7 separate regions of the Mus musculus genome follow, and all the other regions are linked to region 1. The links are chromatin contacts, called in public HiChIP or PLAC-seq and promoter capture Hi-C maps. All regions are on one chromosome and are shown on one strand. Each heading gives the region's core, a stretch centred on a gene start, on an enhancer-like site or on the middle of the called end of the contact. The rest is flanking DNA. Distances are from core to core; before and after follow the strand shown.

Region 1 (2,716 bases), core at 120-2,619:
CTTGGGAACTGGATTTCTACTCCCAAAAGCTGCTTTGAGGAAACCAGTTAAAACAGTCCAGATAGGAGTAATCTTCGAAGACCATATAAGTCTGGCACATGTTTCTTTTTTTTTTTTTAAATGGTTTTTTAAAGGAGAAACAGATTTTTGATTTTTTTTTTTTTCAGTGAACAAAGCAAAACCTAGAGGTCCCCTTACGCGAAGGGTAGCTTGTTGTAAAAGGAAGAAATGCGGGCTGGTGAGATGGCTCAGTGGTTGAGAGCACCCGGAGTTCAAATCCCAGCAACCATATGGTGGCTCACAACCATCTGTAAGAAGATCTGATGCCCTCTTCTGTAGTGTCTGAAGACAGCTACAGTGTACTTACATATTATAAATAAATCTTTTTTTTTTTTTTTTTTAAAGGAAGACATGCTACTGCTTAGGAGCTCAGGATCCTGCTCTGCTTGCTGCCATTTAGGATTACTATTTCCTGGTGAACACTGTCACCAAATCTCCTTCCTGAGAGCTAAGCAGATCCTAGTAATTTGTTAGGACAGTTTGTTAATATTAGACCATGAGTAACGACAAACAGTTTTACTTACAGCCTTTTCTTTTTGGGAGTCCCCAATGCTATTTATACACAAGGTATCCTACACATCAAAAAGTGCGTTTTACCCTTCAAAGTTCAAGTCATGTCTTAATCCTACCAACGTACCAAGTCTGCGCATCTTTTGTCCCTCGTGCTTGTGTGTGTAGTGAACTAAAGGTCCATCACCATCCTGGTTTAGCTCCTAGGTTGTACCCATTATATCCTTTTGGTTTTCTAGTCATTAGAAAAATATATATTTACTTGAAATAAAGCCTAAAATTTGTTATTCAATGTGCTTTAGGTGAGTTAATAAAAATGGAAAGTTTTTGAATTGATGATATAATCTCTATATCAGAAGTCACCGTAGTCCAGGCTTCAGATGTAGTTCAGTGGTTAAGATCATTGGCAGTTCTCCAGAGGACCTTCCAGCACCTACAGGCAGCTCACAACCATCTGTAACTCCATTTCCAGGATGATGGGACTCCTGACCCTGAGGGTAGGTATTGCATTCGCAAAGTACACACACAGGCAGCTATTATTATTATAATCTTGGCAGCTAAACTCAGTCGGGGTGGGTGTGGACAGAGGTACCCTCAATATGCACAGCCTTCATGAAGTGCCTGCTGCGCCCTTTCCTGCACCCAGCTCTCTCAGGGAAAAAAACCGGGTTCAGTGTCAACTTCCTGTCCTGGAGAACCGGAAGAAAATGCATGTCTCCTTCGGCGCGTGCGCAGCCTGGCAGGATGCGTACCTAGCGTCGTCCTGGGCTCTACTTGAGCCTCTCATAAATCCTGTTTTGTGTGACGTCATCTGTTGCTTGAGGTTCCCAGACATTTTGGAGCTGCGGAGGGCGTGGAAGAGGAAAGGTGCAGCCCCGAACCCCCGCGGATCGGCCTAGTCCTTTGACAGCATCTGACACGAGTACGGATCCCAGGATCACTGTGATCCGTGATGCTATAGAAGAAAGCAAGACGGGGAGTGGTTCAAACTTCGTTGCTGACTGGGAACGGACCTTATAGAGGAGCCCATGTTACAATCAAAACCATCCGCCTTCCAACCGCAAGTTTTAACTTCTGTAAGTTTCAGGGCGGGAAGCCCGCGCAAATTATAGAGCCGGATCTATGGCGACCGAGCATCTGCCAGCAGAGAGAGCACAGTCACTTCTCTCTGCCCCCCGGCGCGAGGAAGAGCCGCAGAAACCCAACTATGCTCTCAGACTTACTCTTGCGGGGCACTCGGCGGCCATATCATCAGTTAAATTTAGTCCTAATGGCGAATGGCTAGCGAGTTCTGCAGCTGATGCACTAATTATAATTTGGGGAGCATACGATGGGAATTGTAAGAAAACACTCTATGGTCACAGTCTGGAAATATCAGATGTTGCCTGGTCTTCAGATTCTAGTCGTCTAGTTTCAGCCTCAGATGATAAGACTCTAAAGGTATGGGATATGAGATCTGGAAAATGTCTGAAAACACTGAAGGGGCACAGCGATTTCGTCTTCTGTTGTGACTTCAACCCACCATCCAACCTCATCGTTTCGGGCTCTTTTGATGAGAGTGTGAAAATATGGGAAGTAAAAACAGGAAAATGCCTCAAGACTTTGTCTGCACATTCGGACCCCATTTCTGCCGTAAATTTTAATTGTAATGGGTCCTTGATAGTGTCCGGGAGCTATGATGGGCTTTGTAGAATTTGGGATGCTGCGTCAGGCCAGTGTTTAAGGACACTTGCTGATGAAGGCAACCCTCCAGTGTCTTTTGTAAAATTTTCTCCAAATGGTAAATACATTCTCACTGCAACTTTGGACAATACTCTTAAACTGTGGGATTACAGCAGGGGCAGATGCCTGAAGACATACACTGGTCATAAGAATGAGAAATACTGCCTATTTGCCAGTTTCTCGGTTACTGGTAGAAAGTGGGTTGTGTCTGGTTCAGAGGACAACATGGTTTACATCTGGAATCTTCAGACTAAAGAGATTGTACAGAGGTTGCAAGGTCACACAGATGTGGTGATCTCAGCAGCCTGTCACCCTACAAAAAACATCATCGCATCAGCAGCACTAGAAAATGACAAGACAATTAAAGTGTGGTCGAGTGACTGCTGAAGTCTCTGGCAGGCGATGAGGAAAGCCAAGTTAGACA
Region 2 (2,716 bases), core at 78-2,577, 970 kb after region 1:
TGACACTGAGACTAGTGTACTGTTGATGCCCAATAATTTCCTAGTGAATAAATGCATAAAGGAAGGAAGCGTTTCTTTCATGGAGTAATGCCTCCCTCTGGTGGGATTTTAGAATATTGTTTAACCACTTCCTAAATTCACTCCCCACATCCTTCCCCCAAACCAATGGCCATAATTTCTTCAGGATAGGCTTGTCACCCACTTGTTGGCTTGGTGAGATGAACTGTGGAACTAGGCAAGTACCAGGCACCGATTTACGTCCAGAAGTTGGTCAAAGCACATCTATAACTAACTTCCTTGTTCAGAATGACCCCTCATGTGCTTTCAGAGCCTCCTCTTTCAACACCAAAGGGATCTATCCAGAATCTCCAGTTCTGATCATACAATCCTCAGGATATAACCGCAGAAATAATCCCTTCCCTATCAACTGCCAACACAGAAGTGCAGTTCTCAACTCAGAGGGAATAAGAAAATTTATTCTGGAACAAATATGAGTTACTATGGCCCCAGGGACAAATTTAAATTGTTCTATATACTGTTTTGTGGTAGCAGTTTTACAGAGTTTTTATATTTCCGAGCAAAGAGAGCTATAACTGAAGACGTTTAAAGATACATTGATGTTAATGGAAACTTCAGGTAGGTTAGATCCAGCAAATCAAGAGAAACTTCTGCTGTAAGGCTCAGATGCATATAACATGCTTAGCTTTTGGGTTGGTGGAAGCTACATTCCCAAATTCGTACATTCCCAAACGACTTACTTAATAGTCACAAGAACATGACAGAGTTGTGTGACCAAACAAGTGGCTATTTAAGGGGCCGAGATAACCCAAAATAATTGACACTGAACCAGTCTACAGCCTGGAATGTTTAACCCGGGCGTGTCCTCTACTCCACCCCCATCTGTTATTTTAATTCACGTATTTGACAAGAGGAAAACCGCACAAATTACGCTCTACCAAAAAACCCTACTTTTTTTTTTTTTTTTACACAATCTGAAGAAACAAAAAAGAAACAAACACAATACAATAGTAAAGAAGAGATACTTTCCTAATCTATTCACATAAGGGCAACTCATTAGCTTCCGATTCAAACCAGAAATAAGTAAAAACAGGAGGAATGTTTTTAGAACAATCTACGAATGCAGTCAGATGCTCCGTTCCTTTTAATGTCTCCAGCACTCTATCCCCTTTTCTATCCCCAGCCGCCAGCGGAGGCCGGAAGCCAGATATCAGCGCGGGCTGTTCCGTCCCTCACCACTCTATGGTAGTCGGGTTATTCTAGCCAGGAGAACTCTGTGGTTCCGGGGCGTGCTGGGAGGCCTGCATTTGAAGATGGAGGCGGGAAGATGGAGGCGGTAGCTGTCACTAGGTTGGGGTTCTCCCGCGCGGGAGGCCTATGGGACTGTGTCGTGTCCTGAACAGTCGAGAGGAGCTTGTTTGCAATGAGTCTTCCGCGCCGGAGTAGGAAACGGCGGCGTTCATCGTCCGGCTCCGACACGTTCTCGGGAGATGGTGATAGCTTTGTTAGCCCTCAGCTCCGGTGTGGACCGGTGCTGAGTCCACCTCCGGGGCTGGGACGCGGCCGGAGGCTCACAGGGACAGGTACTCGACCCGCGGGGCCGACGCGGCCGAGGGCAGCAGGGGTTGAGATGGGCTGCGAGAGTATCAGGGCCATGCACTCCCGCACCGGAGCTGGATAGCTGGAGGCAGGGCTGCTATCCAGTACCCGGCCTGGGACTCAACCCTGGGGATGGCTTCCCTCTTGGCCAGCATGCACAGCTGATGGTGTTTTAGTCCACCACTGCCCCAGTAGATATGGGCGTTCTTTGGTTTTTGGGTCTTTACACCTTCCCAGAAACAACTTCCAAGTTGGCCAGATCCTGTCACCATGTCGAGGGTTTGCTTAGGATAAATGTCCAGTGGTACAACTTCATATATATAAGTACCAAATTTCTGGGTGTGGTGTAGGATGCAGGCTCTTTGGACTGCAAAGAGCAAAGCTGGAAGGCACATGTTGTCTTAGAACCTTAACCCAGTTCTTGTTTGCTTTTTTGAGATAAGGGCTTGCTCTAGGTCAGGCTGGGTGCTGTCTCGATCTCGGACCAAGGGTGTTTATCCGTAAATGTTGGGATTATAGGCCTACACCAGTGCATTTCATAATTCTTTGCCCTTGGTTATGCAGATACCTCAGTACTAAATCGTAAAGAGAAACTCATCTAACAGCTTTGTAATGCTTAATCACCCTTCTACCTCCACATCTGTACAAACTTTTTATTCAGTGTGTATAGCACACTTTTTGGTTTTTTCGAGACAGGGTTTCTCAGTATAGCCTGGCTGTCCTGGAACTCAACTTTGTAGACCAGGCTGGCCTTGAACTCAGAAATCCATCTGCCTCTGCCTCCCAAGTGCTAGGATTAAAGGCTTGTGCCACCACCGCCCAGCTATAGCACACTTTTGTTTGTGGCTCTTAAGAGTTTTCAAATTTTCATCTAGTAAATAAAAAATTGCTAGCATTTTTCTGTATAGGATCAGTTTCTTAATAGGTCTCTAGAAGTGAAGATGTGTTTTAAGTTTGGTAGGAATTCAAACAGGTTTAACTACTAAACTTGTATGTTGGAGGTAATTAAATTGTTTTTGTTTTTCTGAAAGGAACAAACAAGCGAAGAGTTTCTGATGACCAGATAGACCAGCTGCTGTTGGCAAATTGGGGACTTCCT
Region 3 (2,716 bases), core at 104-2,603, 950 kb after region 1:
TTGCTAACGTTTTTCATGCACATAACAATATATAGCAGAGGTTCTTAACTGGTGGAGTGTGGGGGGTCACATAAAGGATATTCTGCATATCAGGTATTTACATTATGGTTCACAACAGTAGCAAAATTACAGTTACAAAGTAGCAATGAAATAATTTTATGGGGGGGGGGGGTCACCACAACATGAGGAACTGTGTTAAAGGGTCACAGCATTAGGAAGGCTGAGATGCAGATATTCCAGGAGCTAGGAGTAGTCCATCTGCCTCTTAAGCTTTTAAAACCATGAATATCTTTCATCACTTCACTTCTGCTGCTCTGGGTGTACTCGCCTCAAGCTGGTCACAGTTTTGAGTTCGGGTGCCTAAGTCTGTGTATGATTTTCAGTTTTCACTTTCATGGCTGCTTCCCCCCGCCCCCCCCCCACACACCCCCAAGAGAAATGGGCGGGAAGGAATTGCCCTGAAGCAGTTTTGTTAGGCAAAACTGAGTTTCAGGTTGCAGGCAGAGTTTGAGCAGCCAGTGCTGTTGAAGTACCGCTGTGGTACATTAGACCGCGATGTGGCTCAGTAGATGGAATTTAAGCCTTGTGACCATGACTTGCAATTAAAGCCACAGAGGTGGTTGGAGAACAGCATTGCAGCGTTTGGACTAACCCTGGGTGTCTACTTTTTCCCTTACCACACACTGCCCTCCCCTGTCACCACTGTGTGACTAAGGTAGCACTGAATCGCTCTGGTTGACTGTAGTAGAAAACCTAAACCGGCAGAAGGCTGCTGACATTGCAAACTGCTGTAGGATTTAAAATCCAAAACACCTTACACATGGCCAGGGCTTTCCATTACCAACCTTTCCCCCATCACCCACATGTAACAAAGTTTAATAACCTACCTTCCACGGTACAAAGGAAATGCACAGTAAGCCTCGGTCCGGTCCACCCATTTATCATCTAAATAACCTGGGTCACACCTGCCGGTGTTTGAAAAAATCTTACCTAAACGGTACAAGCTGGCTCAGCATCCGCAGCTACCAGCCCTTTGCCGTTGATCAAGCAGGTCTGGAGGAGGTGGGTGCCGGTGCTTCCGCTGCAGCAGAGCACCCAAGTTCTGTTGGAAAGGCAAGCGAAAGGGAGAAAACGCCAACTGACATAGTTCAAGCGTTTCAAAGTTAAAAATAAAACTATATCACAGGGCAATGTGACCGGGCTCAGCTTACGACCTCTTTCGTCTCTGTAGGTTATCAACACTCAATGTCTAAGTGCTGGAGGGGCAGAGGAGAGCCCATGGGAAAGTAGCGCTTAGAGCAACCCCGGACTTTGTTTCACAGAGGAGGGAGGAAAGCCTTTGCAAGAAGGGTCAGAGCAAGGCCAACACAGCCTGAGTCCTGTGTGTGCCGTGGGCAGGTCCAGCTGTGTCCAGGAGCTGGGGGAGAAGCAGCTGGCCTCTTGCTCTAATTATAACCCTGTGTTCCACCCAAGCCCCTCACTGGCTGAAGTAGCAAGTTGTGCAAGGGACACAGTTCCATGCTTCTGCTTCTCCCGTTTCTTCTCAGGACAGGTTAGCATCTGCTTTCCTCTGGCCCTGGCCTTTCCCAGGTGGCAGAGAAAGGGAGAGTTTGTCATTCAGAAACAGTCAGTTAGCAAGTCCAAGGAACAGAAGTAGAAGTGGTAGGAGGCTTGGCTATCATTTAGTACAAGTTCCTTTTTACATGTGAAAAGACACAGGATCAGGGAAGGTGAACTATTACATCCATCACCACAAGGCTCAGAGCTAGAAGAAAGACTTCTCAAAGTCTGGGATTCTTCGTCGGATCCTTTTCAAGATAGTTCTTTCAACCTCTTCTTTGAAAAAAAAAATAACGTGAATATTATCTAGTGCATCAAACTGCTCAGTGTGGCTCCCTTTTGAATGTGGGTGGATCTTCAGAGTAAAGAGATGAGTTTATATGTTCTGCTGTGATGAGCAAGCCGTCTCTGAAATTCCCTCCACCCCGTTCTCTCATGCACATTTGTTTATGTGGGCAAGCTCATCTGGGTGAAAAGCCAGACAATAGAAATGATAACATTGTATCCATCTTGTGTTGCAGCACTTCACTGTCTTTGTAACAAAGTTTTCTTGCAGATTCCTTAGGTTGTAGATGATGTCTCAGTCACTTCCTTTCCAGACTGGCTGCCTTTTCTTTTCTTCCTTCCCCCTGTGCCTGGCCTGGAATGTCCTGCACTGTGTTGAACAGGGGCAGCAACAGGGGCTGTCCTGACTTGTCCTGGACAGCCCCTCCTTCATTGGTAAGTTGATAAGTCACCTGTGGAGTTTTTAGTGAATGAATACAAGTACCCTGTGAATCTCTCAGGCAGCTTTTGGCAGGTGGAGGCAGGGAATTAGTAGTTAGTGTCTAGTTTAGTGTCTGTTCTCATCATGAAAGGCTGCGGACTTTTACCAGATGGTCTCTCTGTAGCTCTTGTATTGCATTGATTGGTGTTTCTGTATTGAACCAAACTTCCATTTTTGGCTAAGCCTCATTTGGTCTGGTGCATAGCTTTGTTACTATTGCCATGATGGAACACCATGACCAAAAGCAACTTGGAGAGGAAAGGGTTTATTTCTTATTTATTCAAATGAGAGTTTCTTCCTTGATTGTTTCTCCATGTGTGATGCTGGGGTCTGAACCCAGGCCCTGGCCCTCAGCGGCCAAGAACTGCATTACCATCCCCAGCTTGTCCT
Region 4 (2,716 bases), core at 75-2,574, 840 kb after region 1:
AATATATGGCCCCATGTTACCCTTCCATTCACTAGTTCTGCTGTAGCGCTAGTAAGGAGGTCCTGTGCTACCCTTCTCTGTTGCTTCTCCCATCTCACACATCTGTGAATGTGTAAGCTACACTCGAGAAACAGCATCCTTGCTGAAGACCATGGGCACCCTAACCATGATTACCCTGAGCAGGAAGATGCAAATTACTTTTCATATTTCTCCCTTTTGGGAGTTTTTTAAGGTCCAGATATCACTTAAAGAACATAAAATTCACTGTAGTTTGTAGTGTTATATACACATCAGTTCCATGTCAGTATTTTTTTCTGTCACTGCATAATATTATTTTATAGATTATATGGACTGGTAAATGCCATTTCTCTCACTGTGTAACATAATAGTTATAAAAGCAAATTAATTTTAGTACAACTTCAGATTTACTTATAACTTAAAAAGATTAGGGGCTAGAGAAATGGACCAGTAATTAAAAGCACTGGCTGCTCTTTGAGAGAACCTGGGTTCAGTTCCCAGTTCCCCTGTGGTAGCTCACAACTGCCTGTAACTCCAGGGGATCCAAAGACTGGCCCTGGTGGGCACTGCATGCACATACCTAGATGCATAGACTAGACATTACACACAAGCAAAGCGCCCATACACATAAAGTAAAAATTTTAGAATTTATAAAGATTAATACAGAGATATCGTTGTATGTTGTTTTTATAATGTCTCTTTATCTGAGCAGTTACATGGTTTTCGAAACCCTAAGTGTTAGTGCAGGGCCATTAACTAGCTACAGGGACAGCTCACTTACATTTCACCATTCTTCTCACTGACATCCTTTCCCGTTTCGAATTCAGTCTGACATCCTAGTTTGGATTTAGTCAGCATGGCCTCACTTGCCCTAGCCTTTGGTTTTCTATGTGCTTTACTTTGAAGAACATAGGAAAGGTGTTTTTAGAATGTCCTGTTTTAGGTTTTTCATAACCTTGGGTTATGGATTTGCAGGAAGAACCCTATAGAAATAAGGTAATCACATCAGAGTGCTGTTATGTTGTGATACTTGACAGGGGCATGCAGCCAGGGGAGGGTGGAAATAAGATCTACTTCCTAAAGGGGATATTGTTATGTTAATATTTTGGAATTAATGTGTAAGGCAATTCGTTTTTTTTTTTATTTTAATATATGTATTTGTCAGTGTCAACTAATAGATACATTTTTATTTGAATTACATTTCTCTCTGAGGTTTTGATTAACTTATTTTTTGAATTTTAAAATTTAATTGTTTAACCACCATTTGTCCATTTTATTTTATGTGTGTGCATGTTTTGCCTGCAAGCATGTTTGTACACCAAGTGCATGCAGTGCCCGAAGAGGTCAGAAGAGGGCATCAGATCCCCTAGGCCTGGAGCTACAGACAGTTGTGAGCATCCACATGGTTTCTGAGAAGTGAATTCTGGGCCCTCTGGAAGAGCGACTGGCGTTCTTAACCTCTGACCAACTCTGAAGACCCCACTGTGAGTCATCTTTAGCCTTGCCCAGGGAGAGCAAGGGAGGGAGAGCACCTTTAGGTTGGCTCCTTGTCATGTGACCCATATTTTCCGAGGTCTTCCTTCTTGTCACTGTCTTGCCTTGCATCTTCTCTGCGTAGCCTGCCATTTCTTCAAGCAGGGGCCTTTTATATATCGCTGTGTTTGATGGGCTCATGCTTTGTTATGATCACGTGGACTGTTGGCCTATAGTAACTTGTCTTGTCCGTAATGTCATCTTTTTTCACTTTACTGTATTGCTAAGCTTGTGAAATGAGATGCAAAGTGCCACCTCCTGTCTTCTGGAAGTGATGGAAACTTGGAATTGTTCAATCCTCCTGCTCTAAGGCTTCTTTCCTTTTTTTCTGCTTTTGTTGCTTTTTGTTTCCTTTTTCTAATTCCTTGCAGAACAAGCATGGGGCACTGCTTTCAGCCACTCACTAACATAAAACTTTAGTCTATTCTGAGCAGCAACTTCACTGAAATCACATGGTTTGCCAGGAAATCCACATGAAAGGACACATGGAAGGGAAATTTCCCTGAATCTTGGCATTTAGTTGAAAAATCAGAAAAGGATAAGTCTGGACAAAGGAAAACCTAAGATTTTTGCTTAACTATGATGAAAGGCAGGGCATTAAAGACAGCCTTTAAGACATACTTGCCCATTATGTCCCTGTAGTTAAGAATTATCTTCTTGCATCTTATTCCTCACAGTGACCCAAGTGACAGGGCTTATATATGGTACCTACACAGGACAGGGTGCGTCTGCACCGTGCACACTGCTGTCAGTGTGTCCCACGGTCACCGTTGCCTTGTTTCACATAGATGACACAGGTACCAGCGTCTAGCAGCACCTGCCTGCTCTGCTCGTGCTCCAGCAGCCTGTGTCCGCCTCTACTGATCCTTGCGTTTTCTCTTCTGTTTCACCAGCAGAGATGCTGAGCCGATTATCGGGGTTAGCAAATAATGTTTTGCATGAATTATCAGGAGATTACACTGACTGGAATTTGATGGCTTCCTCAGACGCTGTAAGTAGCTCTGGTGCATCCAACCTGATAGGACTCACATTCTGTGCTCTTCTGAGGAGAATGGCTTAAGCCAGAGGGGTGTGAGGGCCTCCCTTGTGCTAAGCAGAGGTGATGACACTTACCAACAAAAAGAATCGTAACTCTATCAGTGATCCTCTGCTGAAGCTTGTCAGC
Region 5 (2,716 bases), core at 140-2,639, 680 kb after region 1:
CTGCTTTTTTGGCCCGTCCCCCCAGGAAGGGAGTATTGCCCTGTTATTTGCCTGGCCCACCCCTAACTGGGGGGAACCCCAGCAGCTAGTTAAGGAGAAGAATAGAAAGGATCCGCTTTAACTCACTTCAGCTTTGTGTGTCTCTGGCCCTCGTCCCATGAGGTTTTTTTGTTTGTTTGGTTGGTTGGTTGGTTTGTTTTTTTGTTTTTTTGTTTTGTTTTGTTTTGTTTTGTTTTTCCCCCACCCGGGGCTGGTATTCCAGTTAGAAACATGCTTAAGGGATACACCACAGTTGTGTTCATCCCCTCAGAACAGATGGCCCTGAGTTTGCCCTGCAGGCTCAAGAGCTGCCAGGCTGGTTCATAGCCTCCTCTAAGCCTTACTATGTGGGGTATTTCTGTGTGACCTGAAGTTTGATTGACAGCCTATGCCCTTTGGGTGATGTGGAGAGCTAGTAACATGAGGACATGTTTTGAGGCTAGAATGTTGTTGTTGTTTTAAAGTTTTAAAGTAAACTTTCCTGGGGTGTGAGAGATGGGGTCTATAACAAGGAAACACAGCTCCTTGCTAAAGATACAGCCCCTAAACTCTTGTTTCCCTGCAAGATAGGTAAGAACGGGCTCCAAGGCGAGAAGCTGGAAGCACAGACCAAGTAGGAGGTGTGGGACTCCGGCTGGCTAAGGGTCTGCGTTTCTCCTTCTTCCCTTGCAGCCCTGGCCCGCCACCGCTACATGAAGCAGGTTCAGGCCCTAGGTCCTCAGATGATGGAAAAACCCCTGTACTGGGGGGCGGACAGGAGCTCCCAAGTTTCATCTTATGCAATGAACCCGCTGCTGCAGCGAGGTAAACTTTGCCAGAAAGTCATGGGACGGGGAGGGCAGAGGGTGAGGGCAGAGGTGCCGTCTGCCAAGAAGCATGCGCACTAACCGGGTGTCTTTCGATGGAGGGTGGGAGGGAGTGCAATCCTGCTTACTAACGTGACATTTTGATGCCCTGGTTCCTAGGAGGGTATTTGGGACCAGCAGTTCAGTGTGCTCCATCCTTGTTTCCATTCAGATCTGTCCTTACAGTCCAGCCTTCCACAGATGCCAATGACCCAGATGGCTGCTCACCCTCCGGTGGCTAATGGTGTCCTGGAATATTTGGAGAAAGAATTGCGGAACCTCAACCCAGCCCAACCTCTGCCTGCGGATCTCAGAGCCAAATCTGGCCACCCTTGCAGCATGCTCTCCTCCCTGGGCTCCGCAGAGGTTGTGGAACGCAGAGTCATCCACCTGCCCCCACTAATCAGAGACCCACCGTCCTCCAGGACCAGCAACCCCTCACACCAGCAGCGGCTCAATGCTGTTTCTTCCAGACACTGCGATCTGAGTGAGCGCCCGAGGCAGCGCCATCACTCCGATTTCCTCCGAGAGCTCCAGGACCAGGGGATGAGACCCTGGGCCCCGGGGAGAGGGGAGCTGGACCCCCATTGGAGTGGGAGACACCACCGCTCTAGGCCCAGCGAGTCATCCATGCCTTGGTCAGACTGGGACAGCCTGAGCGAATGTCCCTCATCCAGTGAGGCTCCTTGGCCCCCCAGACGACCAGAGCCCAGGGAAGGCGCCCAGAGACGTGAGAGACGCAGGCATCGCAGCTACTCGCCTCCTCTACCCTCGGGCCCCAGCTCTTGGAGCTCTGAAGAGGAGAAAGAGTCGCTGCCCAGGAACTGGGGTGCCCAGCGACGTCACCATCACCGCCGCCGCCGCTCACAGTCTCCAAACTGGCCTGAGGAGAAGCCGCCCAGCTACCGCTCACTGGATGTGACTCCAGGCAAGAACAACAGGAAAAAAGGGAATGTGGAGAGGCGCTTGGTGAGCCTGGGGCATCCTGTGGAGGGTCGGGCAGGATCAGAGAGGCTCCTCAGCTGACACAGGCCCAGCAGGGTTTTCCTAGTCCTGCATAACTGTCCCGGCAGGCTGAGGTACTACTTTTTCTTAGAATGAAAGGGCCTAGTCAGTGCAGGGTACAGAAGAGGCCCAGAGCTTGCACTGGATCTTCTCTGCCCCAGCGTGTGTGACTTTAGCCATGTTCTCTGCCCTTGGAGGCAGGTCAGGAGGGCTCTGCTGGTAAGGACAGTAAAGAACTAAGGCTCAGAATGACTAAGCACCCCACCCCCAACCCCGTGGTGGGGAGCTGGTCCTCCGGTCTCAGCTGCAGGACTGGATGTTGACTTGGCAACCTTTTTTCTCACAGGCCCAGTTAGAAACAGGCAAGAGGAGTTGTGAATGTTTAAGTGAGCAGCAACTGTGCTGTGTGAGAGGATGAGGGCTTCCTGGTGTGCCGGGGAAGGCTCATCAGACTAATGAAAACAGACCTGGGCATCCCACTTAATGAGTAAAACTTTAGAGTGCTGTGAACCTTGAAGATGCCAGTCATTATTTAGCACTCTAAAGGGGAAACACTGGAGGATACATGTCTACAGTACCCCTGCCCCTCTCTCCCCCCCTTTCTCATGTAGTGACTAAGTATGCCTCTTCTTTTTAGCAGAAAAAAATATATGATTTTCAAGTTTTTGGCTCAACATCTGAGCCCCACTTTCCTCTAAGTTACTTTTTTTCCCTTTTCTTTATTTCCCTCCAGTTAAAGTATGCAGCCCTTCTAAGCCTTAGAATCTAAGGGAAGGGTACAAGACACGCTCTAGACACTGAGCCAGTCCTGATTCATTTGGTCCTCA
Region 6 (2,716 bases), core at 136-2,635, 650 kb after region 1:
CTTTGGCCACATACTTCCTGAATTTACTTCCTATTTTCTGGAAGTAAAGAGACTATAGGAAAAATATTTAAAGTGAAGAGGCCCATTGAGGGGACCAGAGGACTAACCCAGAAGCGTGTGTGTGTGTGTGTGTGTGTGTGTGTGTGTGTGTGTGTGTGTGTGTGTGTTTCTACAGATCTAGGACAAGCCTGCTTCATTGGCTAGGAAGGGGATAGAGAACACTAGCAGCAACAGTGAAGAGAGTGTCCTTGAAAGCCTAGCAAGACAAGAGAGGTAGGTGCTCTTGAGAAATAATAGCTGCATCCTGTTCAGTGACCAGGGTGGAGGCCTCCTGAGCTCTGTTTAATAGCACTTTATAATGCTATTCTTGAAGCAGGTGATGGGCAGGGGAGGCTGGAGGTGGGAGAGGTGAAAGGAGGAACAATCTTCTTACAGGAGAATATAGCAGACAATGAAAATCCCTATAAGGAAAGAGTGTGTAAACTGCCTTGCTATCTATTTACATTGCCCAGAATATGCGTGACTTTCCAAGTTAATGTCTTGATTGGTTTGATAAGGCCACTTTGCCTTTCTCCCCTTTCTTTTAGTAGTTATAAATTCCCATGGCCCTACTCACTTCCTGCCAAGGAACACTAAAGACTGGGTATGGTGGCTAAGAGAACTAGTTGTCCTCACTGGGTCAAAGGTCTAAACCTTGGTCTTGAGCTATCTGAGATCTGTGCATGGTTGCTGAGCTACGAGGAAAGATGGGTGGAAAACCTAAGGAAAAAATACATCACCACTAACCGAATCTATGTACAGTGAGAGAGGGTCTTTCTTTCTCCATTACACTTTCCCTATTTTCCTGTGAGCATGTGTTCATTTTATAAGCGTGGAAAAATAAATTTGCGGTCTCTGGTTCCTGCTCTACTTTTTAGAATCTTTAGTTTGAATAAAGAAAGACAAGAAGACATTAGGTATAAACATCAGAAGTGTACAGAAGTGTATTTTCAGTGTGTGTGTGTGTGTGTGTGTGTGTGTGTGTGTGTGTGTGTGTGTGTGAAAGGGAGGGGGAGAGAGAGAGAGAGAGAGACAGAGGGGGAGGGAGAGAGAGACAGAGAGACAGAGAGAGACAGAGAGACAGAGAGGTGCATCAACGAGAAATACTACTCCCTAAGAAGTTGCAGCCACGTAATTCTAGAACCAGGAAAGAATTGCAAGGGGTGAGGGTGACTTAGAAATTAGGGGAGCCAGTGACAAGTTCCTCCGCGCGCGCAGACGGAGACGGCTAGAGGCTCTGTTTCCTGCGGAGATGGGTCACCTGGCAGCCTGTGACAGGTAGGGCGGAGGCTTGCGGTCCCCAAGCCGGGGCGGAGCAGGAAACCGAGACAGCCCTGGGCTGGGGCGGAGCTCAGAGAGCCTCAGGTACCGGTGGGCTGGGCCGTACCTGTGGGGGCCAGAGGGGACGCTCCCGTCGCATAGTTCGACCTACGGGCTCCTCGGAGATGCGTGTCCTGGCCGGCGGCTGATGAAGAAAGACTCGCCTCTCCGGGGCCCTTGAGCCTCTGTAGCCAGCGAGGGGGCCAGCATGGGCTGCGGATTGCTCGCTGCTGGCCTGCTCCTCTTCACCTGGCTCCCAGCAGGTGAGCCCTGAAAAAAGGGGGAGTCCCATCCGGGGCCACACGAGACAGGAAGCCATTTGCCTGGCCCTGCAGAGCCGGCCACCCGCGGGGCGGTGCACTTGGGTAGCTCCTGGCACCGGGAGGTGCAGGGGCCGGATCGAGAGTCGGCCAGTGGGAACCTGTTGTTTTCTTCCTTTATTAGCCCAGGGCCTTCGGAAACATGCAATCAAAAAGAAACCCCAGCCTTTGGATTTACGCCCCAACAGGTGTTGTTAGATGCTTGATGCCTAAAACCGAATCTATACAGGCGAAATCACCATTCTTCAACTTCTTAATACCCCTTTCCCTGTCCTTTACCCCGTGTCAAACTTGCTTTCAGAGTGTAGATGCGACGACAACCATTTTGGCCCAGAGTACATTTATTCTTTCCTGACAAGTTAGATTGCGTCGGTAGTGTATGAAGGAGTGTTGGGCATAAATTTGAGTCTCTTACAGGCCATCCGCTAGTACCTGTCATTTGATATTTTCCTCCTTTTTGCGTCCACCTCCTCTTTATCAGCCCGTCCGGCTGCCCTGCACCTTTCTTTCTACCTCCACACTAAGGGTCTCACTCAGAATCTGAATGTCTTAAGGTACCTCTTGGAAACAGGGCAAAAGGTCTTGTCTGTGAGTGAGGCCGAATAGGAAAGGAGAGAGAAGGGAAGGCTCTCTGGGCTCTGTTCACATTAGCCTGTAGCTGTGACTCTGCAAACAAGAATTTTCATTTCCTTTGGACGGTCCACCCAGTTTTATTCCGACTCACTTCCCACTTGCTCCCCTTTGGGAATATCAGTTTGCTCGCCGACCAATTGGAAGCTTCAATGGTTCGTCCAGGCAGATGTAATATGAAAATGGAGGCAGAATGCCCTTTCTATGAGCTAGAGAGTTGCTCAGATGTAATCAAATCTCACGGAAACTAGAGTCTACCAGAGCTTAATGTTGGGAATAAAAGGAGGGAGGGTTGCAAAAGGGTAGGGAACCGAGAAAAGGCAGCATTCCTGTGGCAGGCTGGCTTTCAACTTGTTTGGCCAGACGGAGGCTTTATAAGATGTCTAAAGCTAACAACTAGATGCTGA
Region 7 (2,716 bases), core at 132-2,631, 580 kb after region 1:
TGCTGATGTTTGGTAAGAATTGCTAGAGTCCATTCAGCTTCATCAACAATCTCTTTTGCAGTCATGAGTTAAGTTGTAGTACTGATACACATTATAATGAATAGACAACCTGTTTTAAAGGCTGGTCTGTGCCCCCTCCTAAAACACACTGTTTCTCCAAAGGGGCCTGCCACACCCTGAGAACCCAAACTTAGCACCTTGTTAAATGGAAGCCCTGTAGCCACGACTGAATCAAGTCACGCTCAAGGAGAGCAACCCTCCATGCTGTGTCTGGGTTTGCCTGTTTTATCCTGTGGTTTATCCTGTGGATTTAGAAATGGTTCATTCTAGGAGGATTATTTCTCAAAAGGTGTCAGTCTGCCTTTTCCAAGTTCGTGAAGAATTCATTCGAGTCCAGCAACATTATGCCTCAGAATGAATCTACACTAGAGAAATACAAATACATCCACACAGAGGCTGACACTTGCATAGCAGCTCAGTTTGTCACAGCTTCAAACTGGAAACAACCCAGTATCTTTCAGTGATTGACAGTATAATGGAATTCATCAATTAAAAAAAATAAAACTTCCAAATTTTTGATACACTCAACTTATATGAAACACAAAAGGCATTTTGCTGAATAAAAGAAGTTCATCTTAAAGATTAAAGTTCAGCTCCATTTATACGCTATTCTCAGAATGACAGAACCCTAAGAGATAAAGCAAGAGACCCAGATTACTACGGGTGGAAAAAAATCTTAGACTAAAAGGAGAAAATAGAAGGAGTGGCTACATTGTCCATTGTTATAATCTGTCTGTGTTGCTTTGTTCACCTAGCCCTATCTTATCTCAAAAAATTCTCACTGATCTCCAAGAAACAAGCTGTCAAAGTACAAAGGGCTTTCAGCTCCCCACTCTCAGACCCCACATTCCCTCCAAATGGACTTTCTAGAAGTGACTCTCTTCTGCCTTCATTTCCAGTCTGTTCAAATATCCACCCTCAATGTTTCTTTGCTCAGTCATGGTCTCATCTGAGCAGCCGACAATCTAAACACAGCACTGACCACATACCGATCACTGACAGTTCTGTTAATGTCTGTTGGAGGATAATTGATCCTGTGGGTGGCTTTTTTTGTATAAAACAATCATACGAGCCCATGTCCTTGATCTGAACATTGTGAAGTCGTAGAGTCCAGTTGTTCCTGTCAAAGCTCGTGCGGCCCAGGTACTTGGCATTCACACTATCAAGTTTCTCTGTGCCCAAATAGTGCTCGTACAGAACCAACTTTTGCTGGTCCTGCCAAAATACTACCAGCTCACTCAGGCTTATGTTTTGAGCCTTTGTAAATGGGCACGGCAGATATGCAGTCCCATTGAAATAAGCTTGCGTCTCCACGGAAACAGCATCTAAAATAGAAAAACTGAGAATTAGGAAAGAGGAGACAAGAAGAGGAAGATCCCTTGCTCTGAAACAGCACCCAGCTTCCAGCTTGTCAGGCAGTGATAGTACTGGAGAGGTGGGTGCTAGGATCTGGAACCAGGCATCCATGCTGGACGTCTGAAGCTCAGGCTTTCGTTTTGCTCCACTTGGTTCACATGTGCAGGCTGCAAACTTTGTGAATCTGTTTTCTCACCAGATTAAGGAAGTGGTCTGTAGTAATGTTCTAGGATTCTCTCTGTGCTTCTGCGAATTTCAAAACCAGAGCATTGACTACCATCATCATAATTGCTACAGGCCTCCACAACTGCTATGCCATCTGCCTAAACCCTGCCTGCCCCATGCAATCCCTTTATACTTTGGTCTGCTATGTTTTTGGTTTTTTTGGGTTTTTTTGTTTTTTGTTTTTTGTTTTTTTAAAGATTGTTGATGATGGATGGTTCCTCACTTGCTACCACCTTTTATTAGTCTCCATTATTTGGGAGCCCTACTGAGTCACTTCTTTGACATTCAACTAGTTCCTGCCCCCACAGCCTCCACTCCCAGAGCCAGAGAAAAAGGGGGTTTGAAGTGACTCAAGTGTCAAGCAATGTCTCTATTCTCAGTGACCTCTCTAGAATCTTTCAGGGACCAGAAAGGAAGCTGGGCAAATGTAATGGCTCTTGGGAGATGATAGAGGTCAGGATATTTAAGGAAGATGAGCAAGCTGCTGGGAGAGAACTGTATGTGGGAAGGTGAGGATGAGCCTTGTCATACTGCAGAAACCCTGAAGAAACCAATGGCTACTCCTGGGCTGCAGTGCCCTGGAAACTTTTAGAACCCAAAGGGAGCAATGATGGAAAAGTTCAGAGAGAGGACGCACTGGCATAAGCCAGCTTATGGGACTTTTTCTAGGCCACAGAATTGCTGGAGACTCAGCAAAGAAAATAAATAGAGGGAGATGAGAGGCGAGAGGTGAAAGGTGAAAGGTGAAAGGTGAGGTGGGTGTGCCTTTTAAAGGCTCATATGAAGCTGGAGGCTGCAATGGGGAGAAGAATGGAGGAGAGTCTTCATAAAAACAGCTCGTCCTTCGGGACTTCAGGAAGGGAGGGAAGGGAGGGCCAGTGATGGGTGAGGGAGATGAGGAGTCCCACTCACAGTGGTGGTGAGTCAGAAGTTAAACTGACCTGACCAATTAGCCTCCCTTTAAACAGGAAATAGTATAGGCAGGTACGATGGCATGGACTTGGCAAAGCAGAACACCCCATGAGAACCTACAATCAAGGGGTCTCAGAGGATACTCCAGACATCCGTGAAGGAC

What was found. Promoter capture Hi-C pulls out the DNA fragments that hold promoters and counts their contacts. HiChIP or PLAC-seq counts read pairs in DNA pulled down with a chosen protein or histone mark.
Region 2: a promoter capture Hi-C map of hippocampal neurons shows a contact between it and region 1, with 7 times the contacts expected there. The contact joins the promoter of Polq here to the promoter of Wdr5b in region 1. A contact is called at or near these places in 16 of 39 promoter capture datasets (the 3T3-L1 cell line, 3T3-L1-derived adipocytes, the C10 cell line and 10 more), 8 of 484 Hi-C or Micro-C datasets (CD4 T cells, DN3 thymocytes, LSK cells and 4 more), 8 of 115 datasets of contacts at active chromatin or transcription factors (the 230-238 cell line, DN3 thymocytes, astrocytes and 5 more) and 2 of 9 other capture datasets (liver and macrophages).
Region 3: a promoter capture Hi-C map of liver shows a contact between it and region 1, with 3 times the contacts expected there. The contact joins the promoter of Fbxo40 here to the promoter of Wdr5b in region 1. A contact is called at or near these places in 12 of 39 promoter capture datasets (the 3T3-L1 cell line, 3T3-L1-derived adipocytes, the C10 cell line and 6 more), 3 of 484 Hi-C or Micro-C datasets (LSK cells, cortical neurons and megakaryocyte progenitors), 4 of 115 datasets of contacts at active chromatin or transcription factors (bone marrow-derived macrophages, cardiomyocytes and embryonic stem cells) and 3 of 9 other capture datasets (embryonic stem cells, liver and macrophages).
Region 4: a contact with region 1 is called in an H3K4me3 HiChIP or PLAC-seq map of bone marrow-derived macrophages, with 5 times the contacts expected there. The contact joins the promoter of Golgb1 here to the promoter of Wdr5b in region 1. A contact is called at or near these places in 20 of 39 promoter capture datasets (the 3T3-L1 cell line, 3T3-L1-derived adipocytes, the C10 cell line and 12 more), 4 of 484 Hi-C or Micro-C datasets (B cells, forebrain, granulocyte-monocyte progenitors and 1 more), 20 of 115 datasets of contacts at active chromatin or transcription factors (the SCID.adh cell line, SST interneurons, bone marrow-derived macrophages and 13 more) and 3 of 9 other capture datasets (adipose tissue, liver and macrophages).
Region 5: a contact with region 1 is called in an H3K4me3 HiChIP or PLAC-seq map of embryonic stem cells, with 4 times the contacts expected there. The contact joins the enhancer-like site here to the promoter of Wdr5b in region 1. A contact is called at or near these places in 5 of 39 promoter capture datasets (the 3T3-L1 cell line, cranial neural crest, embryonic stem cells and 2 more), 1 of 484 Hi-C or Micro-C datasets (embryonic stem cells) and 6 of 115 datasets of contacts at active chromatin or transcription factors (bone marrow-derived dendritic cells, embryonic stem cells and stem cell-derived neural progenitor cells).
Region 6: a promoter capture Hi-C map of stem cell-derived epiblast-like cells shows a contact between it and region 1, with 4 times the contacts expected there. The contact joins the promoter of Ildr1 here to the promoter of Wdr5b in region 1. A contact is called at or near these places in 5 of 39 promoter capture datasets (cranial neural crest, embryonic stem cells, hippocampal neurons and 1 more), 5 of 115 datasets of contacts at active chromatin or transcription factors (bone marrow-derived macrophages, embryonic stem cells, kidney and 1 more) and 1 of 9 other capture datasets (embryonic stem cells).
Region 7: a contact with region 1 is called in a promoter capture Hi-C map of hippocampal neurons, with 5 times the contacts expected there. The contact joins the enhancer-like site here to the promoter of Wdr5b in region 1. A contact is called at or near these places in 4 of 39 promoter capture datasets (the 3T3-L1 cell line, the HPC-7 cell line, embryonic stem cells and 1 more) and 3 of 484 Hi-C or Micro-C datasets (cerebellum, cerebral cortex and cortical neurons).

What each region holds. Positions count from the first base shown.
Region 1 is chr16:36,039,821-36,042,536 of GRCm38.p6, forward strand. It overlaps Wdr5b (WD repeat domain 5B), which reads left to right and starts at 1,370. Exons shown (of 1, transcript NM_027113.2): 1 at 1,370-2,716. The coding sequence starts at 1,693. The coding sequence ends at 2,679.
Region 2 is chr16:37,010,459-37,013,174 of GRCm38.p6, forward strand. It overlaps Polq (polymerase (DNA directed), theta), which reads left to right and starts at 1,328. Exons shown (of 30, transcript NM_029977.2): 1 at 1,328-1,601; 2 at 2,649-2,716. The coding sequence starts at 1,442.
Region 3 is chr16:36,989,114-36,991,829 of GRCm38.p6, forward strand. It overlaps Fbxo40 (F-box protein 40), which reads right to left and starts at 1,354. Exons shown (of 4, transcript NM_001358217.1): 1 at 991-1,354.
Region 4 is chr16:36,883,687-36,886,402 of GRCm38.p6, forward strand. It overlaps Golgb1 (golgi autoantigen, golgin subfamily b, macrogolgin 1), which reads left to right and starts at 1,325. Exons shown (of 22, transcript NM_030035.1): 1 at 1,325-1,502; 2 at 2,448-2,542. The coding sequence starts at 2,450. 4930565N06Rik (RIKEN cDNA 4930565N06 gene) reads right to left here. Exons shown (of 3, transcript NR_040476.1): 2 at 2,665-2,716.
Region 5 is chr16:36,720,827-36,723,542 of GRCm38.p6, forward strand. It overlaps Ildr1 (immunoglobulin-like domain containing receptor 1), which reads left to right. Exons shown (of 8, transcript NM_001285788.1): 6 at 712-843; 7 at 1,057-1,853. Among named protein-coding and RNA genes, the nearest start is that of Ildr1, 28 kb to the left of the region's middle. Within about 2 kb of position 1,390, at least 20 of the 459 cell types and tissues checked have an H3K27ac peak or open chromatin away from gene starts, as enhancers often do. A contact at or near this core is called in embryonic stem cells, where this site is marked.
Region 6 is chr16:36,692,593-36,695,308 of GRCm38.p6, forward strand. It overlaps Ildr1 (immunoglobulin-like domain containing receptor 1), which reads left to right and starts at 1,386. Exons shown (of 8, transcript NM_001285788.1): 1 at 1,386-1,622. The coding sequence starts at 1,568.
Region 7 is chr16:36,619,655-36,622,370 of GRCm38.p6, forward strand. It overlaps Cd86 (CD86 antigen), which reads right to left. Exons shown (of 8, transcript NM_019388.3): 3 at 1,050-1,385. Among named protein-coding and RNA genes, the nearest start is that of Cd86, 45 kb to the right of the region's middle. Within about 2 kb of position 1,382, at least 4 of the 459 cell types and tissues checked have an H3K27ac peak or open chromatin away from gene starts, as enhancers often do. A contact at or near this core is called in cortical neurons and hippocampal neurons, where this site is marked.